2 separate regions of the Zea mays genome follow, and region 2 is linked to region 1. Evidence: chromatin contacts called from public Hi-C data. All regions are on one chromosome and are shown on one strand. The core of a region is the stretch at or near the end of the contact, and the rest is flanking DNA. Distances in the headings are between cores, read along the strand shown. Region 1 holds the start of LOC100277968. Region 2 has its middle 43 kb from the start of LOC100282675.

Region 1 (3,025 bases), core at 151-2,650:
CGAACAACTGGATTTAATCTGGAGCTCAGTTTGGTTGGTTTCCAAAGGATGGGTCCATCTAGAATTTCTCATAGTATCTCGCTCGGGGCAGGATGTGGATTGTGGACAGAATTATGGTAAATCTTTCAAGCTTACACAGTTCCGGTGCTCCAATGGTGTGGTACGTATCTAAAGGCACAAGATATTTAAGCCAGCACATGGACCGATGGCGACATTCAACGCAAAGGCAGCGGCGGCCATGGTCCACCTGTGTGTGGCGCTAGAGGTCAATGGTAGCAGGGCTTATATGTCAAGGCAGCATCATGCGGCGTGTGTATGTGGGCCTGTGGGGACAGGGGAGGGTACGCCCCGCGTGCCTCGTGGTGAGGCCACGCGGCGCGGCGGCCATTCAAGTCGATATCGTCCAGATTTCGTGCTGCTGCTAAGCAACAAGATCCCGGGGACAGGGAGGGGATTGCCGTGCCGTCCTCTGTTCTGTTGCCCTGCAATTGAGAGCGCCAGTGCCCTGCAGGCCCCTGTTTTATGGCCTCCTCTGTACTCTGTAGTACCCATCACCAATAACCCCTTCGGTTGTTTTTAATACTCCTAAGTAATAGTAACGTGTAATAAACTCTATTACGACGCGACAGTCGCACGGAGCTCGGGGCGCGCGACCCAGCGGTCGGTCCATTGCCAGGGGCAGAGGGCCTCGGGCGGCGGCCGGACCGGCGGCGGCGGTGGGTTGAGGAGCGGAGAGCGAGGCGATCGGGAGCGCTGCCGAGCCGACGGAGGAAGACATCCGGTTGGGCGGGCGGGCAGAGTGCTCGACGTCTTGCTCCTCCGGTCGAGGTTAGGGGAGGACAAACGGCGTGACATTGGCCGATTTTCAAGGAGAACAGCATGGGTCCTACTAACGGCGACAGAGCTGTAAAAACTGAATCGCTGAAAGGGAATTCTAGAGACGAGCACGCTCTAATTCTCGAACCATGCGTGTATATGTTTGGTGGAGATGAAACCCCTGTTTCGATGAAGAGAATAAGAACAGGGTTTAAAACCAGCCCACCCACCCCCAAACAGAAACAGAACAGACACGCGATTCCAGAGCAGGACGATCTCGCCCCGATCCTCTTCACGACCACGCATACGCAGCAGAACGAAACGACAGGGGGGGTTAGGCAAGAGGAGGGGGCACGGTAATAACTGACCAGGCTTACGCGCGCGGAGCCGCGCGGCGAGGGCGGCCCAGGCGCGGCGCGCGCAGGGCACCACCTTCCTCCGCCACCACGCCGCCATCAGCGTCGACGCCCTCGCGGCCAGGCTCCTCTCCTCGCTCGCGGTGCGGGGTGAATCGTCTGCGAGGACCGAGGAGGAGTCGCAGTTTCCGCAGGCACCAGTGCGCAGGCAAGGCGGTTTTATCCGGTGGGTTTCGTTCGTTGCGGTCGGCGGGGTGTGTGGGGCAGGGTTAGGCACTTAGGCCGGCCGCTGCGGCCTGCGGGCTGTGGGGCCTGTGGCCTCCCTCGCGACGCTTGCGACCTGCCGGGTTTCCAGGTGCACGTGGTTGGCGCCTGCCGCCGTCGCGCCGACACGTACACGCTGGGGAGTGGGCGCAGCTAGTTTCCTTCGCTCCTCCCAAAATATCTCTCTCTATCACCACCACCACCACTGATGAGCGATCTGATGCTGTCCGTCCCAAATTATCTTCATGGGCGAAACCTGCTTTTCATCCGATGGCTGGCAAATGTTCTCAGGTTCATAGAGCCGAGTCCATAGACGTCATGATCCTTTGTGTCTCTACTACTTTTTTTTATTTTTACATGGACGGATAGGCGCCATGTTTACTGACCCACGCATCTGAAATTTTCACCGTGTGTACAAATGGTGTTGTAAGGACAGCTTCAATGCTCACTTATTTCTTTTCTTTATTATTAAAGCAGGAAGGAAACGGGGCATGATAGACCATCCACGTCAGTCGAATTATCTTAGGCCCTGTTTGTTTGAGATTATAATCTATATAGATTATATAATCCAATGTAAATAAGCTAGTGAGGAAACAAACAAGCAACTTATCTGATAAGATTATATAATCTAGCACTTGAGATTATGATAATCCTATAAGCTCATCAAAGGGTGCTTATTTCAGCTTATTTTTTATGAAAGACCCACTACCCATGGCAAGTTGATTAAAATTACTTCCAATTGCCATCCACCTATCCATAAGCGTTCTCACCCACCAGACAATTAAAACAATCAAGGGTATTATTATATTTGTATGCATATGAATAATAAGCCGAGTCCAAATAATCTGAGCTAACAAACAGCAGCACCTAGCTTATTTAATCCAGAGCAAATAATCCAGATTATATAATCTAAATTATATTATAGATTATATAATCTATAAGTTGAAACAAACAGGGCCTTAGTCGTTCAATCGTTGGTTCCCATGCTCTCTCGTGCGCCCATGTGTCTTATCTGGAGGCTTCTAGGTGACACTTCGTTCCTCCTCACATCCTCTCTCTCTCTTCATCCTGCGTCTCATGCGACTCACGCTCCCTCCCTCCCTCCCCAAGCATCCCTGCCCACCCACGGCTCCGGCGACAGCGGTTGCTGCTTTGGACTCCGGATCCGGCCGCCATCGCTGCAACGGTCCAGGTAAGCGGCTAATCTGCTCTGTTGTGCCCTGCTCTGCTCCTAGTCCTAGCGACGCAAGGGTTTTGGTTCAGTTTTTTTCCCTAGGGAAAAGCGAAGTGCATGAAATACAAAGATTTGGTTTGGGATTTTTTGGGCACTTCTAGTGTGTGTCATGGCATTGGAACGGAGTAAAAAGCGAGGGTTTGGTTTGGTATTTTTGGAGCACTCCTGACTTAGTGTATGTGTGGTGGTATTTTATTTCAATATCAATCCATTTGGTCCCCTATTTTCTCATGTCAGCTAAACATTTTCTCACATGGAAAAATAGGCACAAAAAATGTTACCTTCCTTGAATCGATGTTGTTTGCTTTGGTATTCGTCCGGCGCAGTTTCTAGATCTGGGCTCCGCTGGCTTCAA
Region 2 (3,025 bases), core at 143-2,642, 160 kb before region 1:
GCGATGTGCGAGCCGACTGGTTCAATGGAAGACGCGGAGGCTGGGTCCATGGAGGACTTCGCTGAGAGAGTTATCGGGGGTAACTTGGGGCGAGACTTAGTTCCGATGAGGGTTGGTTCAGGTAGCGCGAAGCGTTGGGTTGTTAGGGACGCGACTACGGCTTGCGACTTCGAAGACATTGTGCTAGCTTGCATGGCGAGGGAGTTGCTTACCTTCCCTTACTCGCATAACATCCCATATGTCATTGCTGCAGCAATGGACCCGAAGGGGAAGTCCTCTACTTCGACATATGGGGTGGTGAACCTGGCGACGCGATAAAAATAAGGAAAGCCCAGGCGAAGTCTCCTAAGGAGGCGAATATTGCTGTTGAGGTGGGGGTGGAGGTGACCATAGCTGCCTCGACGCCCCTGGTTACTGATGACTTTAACTTCACTGATATGGAGCTGGCTGTGAAACCATCATTGAGGGCTAACCTGCGTGTTTTTGTAGGAGTGATGCTGGGCGCTCAGGGGACTTGAGACGTGTCTGGGTCTGAAGATGGGGCGTGGGAGGCTGTACACTCTGCTATTGTGGCGCGGGGGAGATGGATGCCTCAGAAATCACCGAAGGGGCCTTGAAAGAGTCCGCTTCGCATCTACGCTCGATAATAGATCCTGGCTTGGTGCTTGCATAGGTGTTTTCCAATTGACATTTTGCTCTTCCAGGTTGCGGCTGTTGGCGAAGTGCTAGCCCCCCTTGCAAAATCCCAAGAGGAAGCAACCGCTGCCAAGGCGGCCGTGTGCTTGATCATAAGGGCGAAGCTGAAAGAAAAGAAGGTTCGAGTAGCGGGCGAAGTCTGCCAAATCGGAGGCCGCCTTCCAACGGAAAGAGCTAGCAACCGTGAATAGAGAGATTTCTACAGTACTGAGCGCCTTCGTTCGGCGGTCTTTGCTCAGAGCATGCAGACACATGCCCGAGTTGTATTTAATGACTATAGTCATGTGTATCATGAGTTGGGGGCTGTTGTCCATCCATTGGACCTAGACTATTCGAGGTCTCTTCAACCGCTGGGAGGCTTGGCTACGGATAGAGACCACGAGCGAGGCTATTCGAGGTGATTCAAGGGCTAATGACCAAAGTTGGCGAGGTTATTGGCACGACCGCGGGCGAAATGCTTGACCACATTTGGGTCCCCTTCGGCGCTGAGGTTGCTCACAATTAAGTTCTCTATGGCTGAGCTAGAGCGGGTAATAAGTGTTCTTTGCTATGGTTTTGGTGGTTCGCTTGCTTTGCTTGGTCATTTTCTGACTATTCTGCAACAGGCGAGGAAGGTGTACGAGGAAGGATACGGTGGAGGCCGAGAAAACCGAGTCCACGGTGGCCGACCCCGTGACAGCCATGCCGGCACAGCCGCCAAGGGGCCGCGACAACACCGGTGGGGGGACCTCTCGCACTTTGAAGCCTTCGACTGCTGGAAAGGTGTAAATCCGTTCTGACAGAGATCACTTTTGTTTGTAAGATGGCAGAGCTTGACACTTTTGTTCTTCGAACAATGCTTTTGCGCAGGTTCCTTTTTGGGAGCCTGTGCAAAGCGAACCTGAAGTGCTTTTGATCAAGGAAGAGGACTCGTTGTATATATAACGGTTTATGTGTTAACCCTTAGCTTGTCGTTGTCCAGCAAACTCCAATAGGCCGGGTCGATGATTATTTTGATTCTGAGTTATCGGTTGACGAGGATGACTTAGGCTTTTTCAGGGCGATGGATGACAAGTCCTCTAAAGAGGACTTTGATTTTTTTTCGTGACATCAGAGGCCTCCGGTGTAGCTGGTGTACCTTCTATTAGTGGGGTGGTCGAGGGATCACAGTGTACTTGTCCTGGTGCAACCGAGCCAGGTAGCGTCTTCGTAGGTAGATGGCGCTGGCCCATCGACCTGTAGCCTGTAGGCGAGGTGGCGGTCGACGTCACTCAGGAGTACTTTGACTTGGTTGACCCCATGTCTGATAGGGAGCTAGCTATGTATTATGCTAAAGAACTCGGTGATGTGGATTTTGGGCCCGTAGCGATTGCACCTTGGATCGTGTTAGCGAGTCTGTCCTTGGGCTTCTTGACAAGGGCCAAGAGCTAGAGATTATGTTGTTTAGTTGTAGGGAGCGCGTGCTTATCCTGAAGGAGGAGCCTCCTAGTCCTTGACTGTGTGTTGTTTTGCAGACATGTACTAATGACTTCTTTATGGTTGTGGCTCCGGTGATTGTGATGCACTCCCGTGCCAGGCGTATTTTGGTGGCACTTGTCTCTGATTGGCAATAGTTAGCATGAAACGCTGCCCTCTTTCCCCTTTGTCGATCAGGGGCAAATGTTGGACCTGAGGTGGTTTTATTTTTGTTGTATCGGTTTCTATACCCTCCGGTGCCTTTTTGCACCCTTAGGTGTCTTCGCCAAGATTTTATTTTAATCTGGTTGTGCCCTTAGGCATCTTATCACCCTTAGATGTGTTTTCCAAAAATTATTTTAATCTGGCTATGCCATTAGGCATCTTTGCACCCTTAGGTGTCTTCGCCAAGATTTTATTTTAATTTGACTGCACACTTAGGCATCTTCGCACCGTTAGGTATCTGTTGCACGCCGCAAGCGAGGTTGTATCTTCTACAACGGTGACTTGTCATGGCCGAATGTTGGGCTCGGTGAGCCGTTTTGGCTCACACATTAGTAGGGGATTTTCTCTACTTTATTACAAGGCTCCGCCTCATTAAAAACTTCACCCCTTTCGTGAGGAAAAGAGTATGGGTCCAACTGTGCAGTGTTAATTGATACATGTGCAACTAAGGGCCCTTATGACCGAAGTCATCTTTACACATAAAACTGGAGTAGATTTGAAAGTCGCCTAGAGGGGGGGGGGGGGTGAATAGGCGAAACCTGAAATTTATAACTTTAAACACACACTACAAGCCAGGGTTAGCGTTAGAGTTAAACTCAAGTCGTAAAGAGAGGGAAAACAAATCAACCAAGAAATATGGAGAGTGAACACAATGATTTGTTTTACCGAG

Evidence for each region. A called contact is a pair of places that touch in the nucleus more often than the background predicts.
Region 2: a Hi-C map of tassel shows a contact between it and region 1, with 4 times the contacts expected there. The contact joins the enhancer-like site here to the promoter of LOC100277968 in region 1. A contact is called at or near these places in 3 of 25 Hi-C or Micro-C datasets (ear, endosperm and tassel).

The regions. Positions count from the first base shown.
Region 1 is chr10:70,878,788-70,881,812 of Zm-B73-REFERENCE-NAM-5.0, reverse strand. It overlaps LOC100277968, which reads right to left and starts at 1,400. Exons shown (of 2, transcript NM_001165542.2): 1 at 1,185-1,400. The coding sequence starts at 1,272.
Region 2 is chr10:71,035,723-71,038,747 of Zm-B73-REFERENCE-NAM-5.0, reverse strand. No RefSeq gene overlaps it. Among protein-coding and RNA genes, the nearest start is that of LOC100282675, 43 kb to the left of the region's middle. Within about 2 kb of position 1,392, at least 18 of the 20 cell types and tissues checked have an H3K27ac peak or open chromatin away from gene starts, as enhancers often do. A contact at or near this core is called in ear, endosperm and tassel, where this site is marked.